Regions from separate parts of the Drosophila melanogaster genome. Here region 2 is linked to region 1. A link is a contact called in public Hi-C data. All regions are on one chromosome and are shown on one strand. The core of a region is the stretch at or near the end of the contact, and the rest is flanking DNA. Distances in the headings are between cores, read along the strand shown.

What was found. Hi-C and Micro-C count contacts between places; a contact is called where the count stands out from the background.
Region 2: a Hi-C map of the Kc167 cell line shows a contact between it and region 1, with 2.1 times the contacts expected there. The contact joins the promoter of lncRNA:CR46090 here to the promoter of CG31365 in region 1. A contact is called at or near these places in 5 of 107 Hi-C or Micro-C datasets (the Kc167 cell line and the S2 cell line).

What each region holds. Positions count from the first base shown.
Region 1 is chr3R:23,124,051-23,128,219 of dm6, forward strand. It overlaps CG31365, which reads right to left and starts at 2,372. Exons shown (of 3, transcript NM_170050.2): 1 at 1,212-2,372; 2 at 1,012-1,145; 3 at 1-951. The coding sequence starts at 2,292. The coding sequence ends at 247. CG31457 reads right to left here and starts at 3,931. Exons shown (of 2, transcript NM_170051.2): 1 at 3,055-3,931; 2 at 2,531-2,995. The coding sequence starts at 3,730. The coding sequence ends at 2,658. CenB1A (Centaurin beta 1A) reads left to right here. Exons shown (of 10, transcript NM_079734.5): 10 at 1-167. It overlaps hh (hedgehog), which reads right to left. Exons shown (of 3, transcript NM_001038976.1): 3 at 4,119-4,169.
Region 2 is chr3R:23,331,260-23,335,748 of dm6, forward strand. It overlaps lncRNA:CR46090 (long non-coding RNA:CR46090), which reads right to left and starts at 2,544. Exons shown (of 1, transcript NR_133438.1): 1 at 2,245-2,544. The region is part of intron 3 of pnt (pointed); the gene reads right to left.

The DNA.
Region 1 (4,169 bases), core at 1,122-3,621:
TGTATCTTGTTACAGAGCTGTTCCAAATGTTCCGATTTGTATTTGTTTGCTAAACTGTTTAATGCTGCATGTTTCTAAATGTTTTAACGCTATCATGTTGATGATTTTTGGTGCCAACTGTTGTGAGCACTCTAGGTTCGCGAATAAAGTTGTAAAATATTCAGATCAATCAAAGTTGGTCTCTTCAGGTGTAAAACATGGTGGTCCAATCTGCGGTGTATTGGTAAAACATGTCCAGGGACTATTCTAGGCCACAGCTTGAAACTCGTTCGTCTCGGATATGTAGTCTGTGAGCTTGTTCTTCACCTTGTGCATTGTGGTTACATGTCTCTGGACCGCACTGCGATCGTTAAACTGACGGCCGCACTGTTTGCAGGAGAACATGACGCCAGCGTGGGTGACCAGATGGCGACTGAGGCCCGAAACATGATTGAAGCTACGATGACACAGATGACACTTGTGCGTCCGAGAGTTGCCCATATGCACGCGGCCAATGTGCTGCTGCAGGTTGGACTTCTGGGCAAAGCAGCTCGAGCATTGGGGGCACTGATGGCGCTTTACTCCCGTATGGGTGTCCATGTGACGCTTGAGCACTTCGCGCTGGGAGAAGGACAGTTCGCACTCGCTGCACTTGAAGGGTTTCAGGCCCGTGTGGATAATCATGTGGCGTTTGAGCGAGCTGGCGCACGACAGTTGCAGTGCGCAGCTGGGACACTTGAGCGTGCCGCCCTTTCCACTTTTCAGTCCCTTAATGTGGGTGTTGTGGTGGCGCGTCAGAAGTTTCTGCGTAGGAAATGCCACCGGGCACAAATGGCACTGGAACGACTTCACCGTGTCCGTAATTCGACCGGTTTTTGGTTGAGGACAACTGGACTCCTGCTTGAACACCAACTCACTCGATCTCTTTCGTTTGAGGGGCGTCTGCTCATCTCTATCGTTCTGTTCTTTTTCCTACAGATAATAAGATCCAAGTTGAATTCGAGTTCAATTTAAAATCACACGGTTAGTTACCACTATAATGACATTTTCATGGAAGCTGAAGACCTGTTGCTCCTGAGATATCTCCTCGCCCAGATTAAACACGACCACGTCTTCGATTTCCTCTGGCTTTTCGCCACTGAACTGAATTTCGCCGTCTTCTTTGACTAAGCAAAGAATTTAATGAAATGAAAATTTTTTCACATTTTTTTTGCCAAATTATACCCACTTACTGTTATAGGAGGTGATTCCGTTGTCCTGGTCAAATTCGGGAGTGGAGTCCTGGTTTTGATCCTCTGAGCTGGCAGAGTTTATGATGTAAATCTCTCCATTGTCTGTGTGCACTACATCTGATCCAACCATGTTGATTTCCCTGAAGTCTTCACCGCTTTCCGCGGGCACTTCCTCGTCCAGTTCGAGGCCATCTATGTTTACATCGCTATTATTTGCGGGGTCGGTATTGCAGCCCAATATGAATTCCTCTTCTTTTGCATCCTTCCTGGCCTCTGTCGCCTTTAGATTGGCGTCGACCAAGCTGGGTCGTCGCTTTGGAAGAGCTTTAGTTTTTGACCTAGAAGGGGAGGCATCTTCCTTGACTTGCGGCTTGGTCTCTGGTTCGGACCCATCCAAAGACTCCCACCGACCGGCCTTTTTCTCGGTAAGATACACCTCCAATTCGCCCAACAGCATGGCCAGCTGCTCTTTTCTTATGTCCTCGCTCACCTCGTTTCGCAGGTCATCTCTAACCTGGCTGCGCACCTCCTCGGCCAGCTCCTTGCGAACCTCACTGCGCACCTCCTCCGCTAGTTCCTTGCGCAGTTCGGTGGTCAGTTTCGCTCGAAGTTCTAGACGAGATTTGACCAGCCGTTTGTGCATTTCCGCCGCCTGTTCTTCCTTAAAATCTTCTCGCCACTTTTCGTCCTCAAGCTTGCGCACTTTGTCCTGCACCTCGATGAAGGCAATAGAGTCCTCGAACTCCAGCTCGTCCTCGTCATAATCGTCCGGATCCTTGGAGAAGACGCGGCTTCGCTTCCCGAGACCCAGAAGTCGGATATGCTTGCGAAGCTTCTTCTCCGCCCATTGGCAGCGCTGCCGGAACAGGAATGACTTCTCCAGCTGATAGCGGCACTCCTGGCAGATCCTCTTCGGCAGAGTATCCGTCGCCTTGGCGTCCAGTGCGACGCAGGCCATCAGGCGCACGGGTATCGAGAGCTGGGTGTCGTCCTCGTCGAAGATCGCGTACGCATCCTGGTGCTCCTTGAGGCAAAGGCGGCACAGGGTCGCCAAATCGGGATACGACGGCTGTGCATCCATGAAGGCGTCTATTTTTGGTAAATCAACGTATTTACTCGGTGGCGTCTCTGCATCGCAAGCAATGTGACCGCAGACAGGTTCGCTAAAAATACCTCCTCTCGAAACGAAAGCAATACAGTCACACTGTTCGTAAATAAACAATTTGATATATACGGCCCATAAACGTATCATAACTTAATTTATTAATGTAAGGTTTAAAGGTATTGATTTTCATACAAATCCAATGCATACCGAATGTGCATATTTAAAGTTTAATAGAATACAATGACAATTAAAATAGGTGATGGCTTAGTCAAATATGCGTGCACAAAAAAAGGTACTATTCTTATAATATAGAGGATTAAACTAAATTCGTTGTTACGTGGCTACGTCACGGTGTTATTTAGCTTATCCGCTCCTCTTAGACGACAGCGCACACAACTTTTGAAATCGGCGTACGAACTGCTGCATTTTGTCTTGAAGGAACTGTGCTTTCGGCACAGGTTATCGGTCGTCTGCTTGGGGCTCATAAAGCGCACTTTCTTTCGACACGGCGATGGGGTTTTTACATCCTCTAAGGCAGTTGTGTTGGCACCCAGAAAGGTGTCCTTGCTATAGTCGTTGCGCAGATGACTCAGCTGCGGGTCGTTCATGTTGATCTCAACCATGGGCACAGCAACTAGTGGCGTTGCAGCTGGCTGTCTGCTGGCTTCTGGTTCATCGTCTATTACATTTGAGAAATATATAAGTCGTGCAATTGCAAAGTAAGTGGGCTGGTCTTACCCAGTAACTCCACCACGCTGTTATCGCTCTGCTCCCTTAGCTCCTGGCCCATGTCTGTTTCGTAGAAGCCAGCGGTCTGTTCGTCAGGCAGCGGACTGCTTAAGTTCATCTTCATCTCATAGGTCGCCTCATTGCGCTTGCGCACAAAGTACCGTTCCAGTTCGACAAACACGTCGTCCAGAACGCTCAGTCGCAACTGCTGCTTGGCTTCGGGTATGATGACCTCTTCGAGTTCCGCCCGCAGCTCCAGCTCGATTTCCGCCCGCACAGCTTGCTTGCAAGTGCTGAGCAGCTCCTTTTTATACGCGTCGATCTCGCTGCTAATGAGCTGGGCGGCCTGCTGGCGCCACTGGGCATTGTTCTCGGCGCAGCCAGTTTGCGTGCATCCTTCCCCGGAGCCCCGCTCCTCCTCCACTTCACTCAGCTGCGACTTGACACCCTGCCGCTGCAACGCCTTGTGGCGCCTCAATTTGCGATCGGCTGCGAGGCAGCGTCGTCGGAAGCAGTGCATCTCCTCCAGTTGCAGCCGACACATGGTGCATATGTGCTGTGGCAGACCGTCGCCGGGCTCGATCTCCAGCGATGTGCAGACCATTATCTGCAGAGCAGTCGATCCATTTGCACCGAAAACGGGGAAATTGGGTTCCTTCGACAAGCACAGGCGACAAACATTCATGTTGAATTTCAAGGCAATTCGGAGCGTGGCAGCCGGACACCTGATTAGGCACGATTCGGAATGATGGACAATCTAGCAATCTTTCCAAGCAACCAGTTTAGAATATGAAACAAAAAAACATTTGAAGACAAATAACTAAAATTGGAAGCGGAGGAATTTCCTACTAGGAAACATCAACAAGTCTAGCCGATTTGTTATCGATATTTTCAGTGTGGCCATGCGGTTGAGAGAATGCATTTTAGTATTTCAAGGCTGGCTGCTCTGCCATTGATGTGCCCGTATTTCAGCAAGGCGCTTGGCGGGAGAATTTCAAATAGTCAAAATTTTACAACGATACTATAGCGCTCATTTGAATAACCTGAAATGCAGCAATAACACACATTCATTTATCAAACAATTTCTTTATATTTCATTAAATATTAAGTATAAATACGCAGTT
Region 2 (4,489 bases), core at 1,294-3,793, 210 kb after region 1:
TTTGTTATTATTATGGCTGATATATTAAGCATTAGAAACTAGATCCTGACATGGATTTTTTTTAAGATACTCGAAAAAATAATATATAAATAATATACATATATAAGCATTGAAAAATATATTTCGTTATATTTATCTAATTAAGTATTCCCCATGGTATGCAATTGTTTTTTGTGTATTCAGTTTCCAATTGGCGCTTAAAAGTAGGCAATATTTTAATACACTCTTAGCTAGCTACTGTCCGCCAGGTGTCGCTACTAAGCCATGTAGAAATCATGTATAAAACAAAAAAATACGTTTTGATAAACTAATTAAACTATTCCCGCTTTTAAAATAAAACAAACAAAAGTCAATTAGTTAAGTCAAAATACGCAAATGTTTATTATACTTAAAAACCATTTATTTAAATGTATATGTTCATATTTATGCAGCACATAGTGTATTTGATAAGGAACTGATATTCCATTTATTCCAATAGTTTTACGACACAAGCAAATCCCAAAATAGAAATTATTAAACAGAAAGCTGATAAGAAAAGAATTTATTTTGCTGTGCTGCTTTTTCTCTAATGAAATGTTCAATTTAATATATCAGTCTGGCAAATACCCTTACCTAATAGTTAATTTAATGCAACCAATTTGTGTAAGTTTACATTCCCCTATCATCTTGTTACCTTGGTAACCAACAATTGAGAAGTGCTTCTTGTGTCTTTTTAGTTTCCGATACTTCAAGGTGTAGGCTAAGTGCATTATAATATTAGAGTGTCTGCTACACCACCCTCCCCTTTTTGCCCTTTGCCGCCCAAAAACACCCACCTTCACCGATAACGAGCACTTCTTATCAGCCAGCCACAAATATTTGTTCTTCGTCCAACTCATTGGTTATTTCTTGAGCTCCAAGTTGTTTGGAGCATTGGAAAGTGAGTTTTGCGTTTGGTAAAGTTCAAATTGCTGAAGGTCGCACGCGTGAGAGGGTTGCCTGATAAGTTTTGTCACCCTGATTATTGTGCTGGGTCAGTTGTTTATGGCTATATTAACTCTTCTGCTGCTGCTTCTTTTTTTATGCTCGCCCTTTCTCTGCGGCATTACAACATTTCGGAGCGTGCTGATTAGCCATGGACTGGGCTTTATAGCGGCTCGGAAAATCCCAAGAAGCAACAACTACAACTATTACAATAAATGCTGCTAATTTGTCCATGGGATGCACTCAATTTAGACACATCCGTTCTACACAGCCAGAAAAAAATGGGTACATTTATGTACATACATATGTGTGTAAATAGAAAGAGAGGAACGCGCTTTTGTTTTGATAACATTGTTTTCGCCGTGAATGAATGGGTATGGAAATAGAAACGTTGAGGGAACGTGATTAGATAAAGTCTCTATGTCTTTTGTAAGCTATTTACATATTTGAATATATACACAGAGAGAAATTAGGCACATGTACATGTACTAGACTTAATTTACAACTTGAATTGTAAAATTGTAATTTTTTCGTATTACCATACTAATAAATGGCATAATTTTAACACTCAGCCTAACTTTATTCATAATTTTGCATTCATAAATCAGCAATAAGTTCGAATACTAATTACCCAAGCATTAGCTGCATAAAATTGAAAAAAAAATATGGAAATATCATTGGTGCTAAAACGAATGCCATAATGCACCGAATTATACCGTCATAAAGGCCTCAATTCAAATGAATCAAAAAAGTTCTCGCGCGATTAATTCCAGGCGAAACAACAACAAAAATCAACGTCGGGCTATCAAAATTTATGAATGAATAAAGCAGAATCAGGCGAAAACCCGACAAAAGGCAAGACAGAGGAAAATAAAAAAAAAAAGTATTAATAAAAAGGCAAGTAAAATAAGCAAACAAAACGAAAATCACAAATAGTAAGTGAGTACAAAGTGGCGTGCATATGAAATATAAAGCAGGCGATATAGCCCACTACAAACGCACAAATCCACACACACTCACACACACACATGTACATATATGTATGTATGTACCTCTGAATATGAATGAATGAAAAATTGTAGAAGCAGCACAACCGCAACACCAACAACATAAGTTGTTAACGCAGCAGTTCCACGAACTAAAAAAACAAAAAACCAAAACCCCAAAAAAAAAACACCAACGACAACCACAGAAGACGGGAAAAAAGATCTGTGAACAAGAAATTTGAAAGGTAACAAAAAACTGAAATTAAAACAAAAACTTAAAATCAGAAACACGAGCAAGTGTGTGTTGGCAACTCGTTTTCCAGTTTTCCATTTTTCCACATGCAGCAGCTGCCCACAAATTGTGCGTGGAGTGTTGGCGAAGAGGAGGGGAGTGGAGTGGAGTGTTGGAGTGGGGTCTGGAAGGGGGTGGTGCCTGGAATGGTGGGAAGGGGGGGAGTTCAAATTATGAATAAATAAGTAGTTGGTCCAAGAGCAAACAGCTAAAAATCAAAGCAAATACACAAAAACAATGAAAACAAAACTGGGATGGCGAAGAACATTTTGTAGTTGAAGTTAAGATACCCTTGCTGGTATTAAAACATTTAACAAAATAGTAGATTGGCAATTAGATTTTTCGAAAAACAAAGGCTTTTGTTCAATACGAATTTGGTTTAAACATTCTTAAAAGTATAGTTAAGGTTAGTTTTCAAGATTTTTTAGAATTTCAGCGACTTGGTTGCAAAATCCCAACTAAACCATAATACCCTACACTACACTGCAGGGTATAAAAAGGCAACGACGACTGCAGTTGGATTTCGAGCCAAAGTCGACGCGCCCACGGGCAGCGACAGAAGAAGAAGAAGATGAGAAGCTGGAGCAGCGATAAAAGAGGAGCCCCAAAGACAAAGCCGGAGAACAAGAAGAAGAGTAAGAGCCGGTTTGCAGGAACAAGCCTAGAAGAAGAGGAAGAAGGAAGAGGAGCACTGGTGGAGTGGAGGAGGGGAGGGGGCGACGGGGCAATGCAGGCACACGCAAAAAAGGAAGGAAACAAACATCAAGCCCCAATGACAGAGGAAGCAACCACAACAACAACAAATGGCCGTGGAAGAAGGGGAGACAGCGGCAACAAGATCCACTCGTCGCTGGCTCTTATCCCCACTCCCATTCCCAATTCCATTTCCATTCCCCCATTCATCAACTGCATTTTAATTCTTTTTTGGTTGTCTTTGCGTTTTGTTTTTTTTTCTTCGTTTTATTATTCGAGAACCAACTAGTTTTGTTGTTTTTTGCTGCCTGGCGAGTATGAATGAAAACGAACGTGTTTCTTGGAGAGCGGGAGCCCCAATTTGAGAGCGGGAGAGCGCTGGGGAGCAGCGGCGCCGGCAGCGACGTCGACAGCGCGGGGATGAATGAAATGAGCAGCAAAATGAATGAAAGTTGTGGGGCTCGCGCAGTCAACGTCGCTGCCAGCGTCAACGTTAGGCTCTCCCGATCTCTCACTCTCCCACTCTCCTTGTGAAGAGAATTTGTATATTTTTTCTACTTTTTATACAAATCATAGCGCACATATTTAATAAGCGAAAATATAATTTGCTTTATTTATTGTTTCGTTTGGTTCATTTCGTTTCGTTTTGTTTCTTGTTATTTTCAAAGTTTATGATTAATGAGAGATGATTACGGCGTGTGAGTGTGCGTGCGTGAGTGTACTTTTGTATCTGTGTGCGCGTATAATTAAAATAAGGGCAGCCTTTTGCATACACTTGCAAAAAAAGGATTTTTTTTATTTCTGCTAAGAAAAAATTGTTTTTGCACTGTTTTAGTCATTCCAATTGCAGGAGTCCGAAATGGTTTTAAACGTACAATATGATTACGTTATTATATTTTTAATAAACGATTTCCCAAGGTTTTATGCATTTTAAGTACATTTAGATTTCAGGGCGACCCTTATGCCAAGTGTATCTTTCGTGCGCATAATGTAAACTAAATTTACGTGCCTGGCTCCCGATCTTTTCTGCTTCTTCTGGCCCGCGATGTTCCCCTTTTTTATGTGCCATCCCCATTTTCCATTCAGCATCTGCGCAGTTGTCGCCGTTTTTGCATGTTTTTTCCCCCCCGTTTTTTTCGCCTTTCTGTTTCTGTTTTAGTTTTTGTGATTTTATATTTATTTTTTGTTTCTGTTGCCATTTTATGGCCGCGATCTTCTAGCGACGAGCGAAAAGTTCAGGCTGCCAGTTGTTTTCGCTAAGGGATTCGCCTGGGTCCCACATACATATGTACATTTGTATGTGTGTATGAATTGTAAATATGTCTAAATACATGTACCGAGATGTAGGGCTGTATGTGCCACTATATATAGGCCCAATGGGGTGGACCTTCCCAGAAACTTAAATTTAACTGCCAAATTAATTACCCAAAATATTACGTCTGTTTAGCCAAGTAGTACCACACTGCGTATGAGCAATGCTTTTTCGAAACTTTTCCCACGCTGCCAGTCAAACTGCTTATTCAATTCAGTACGCTAATTTAATACTTTATATAAA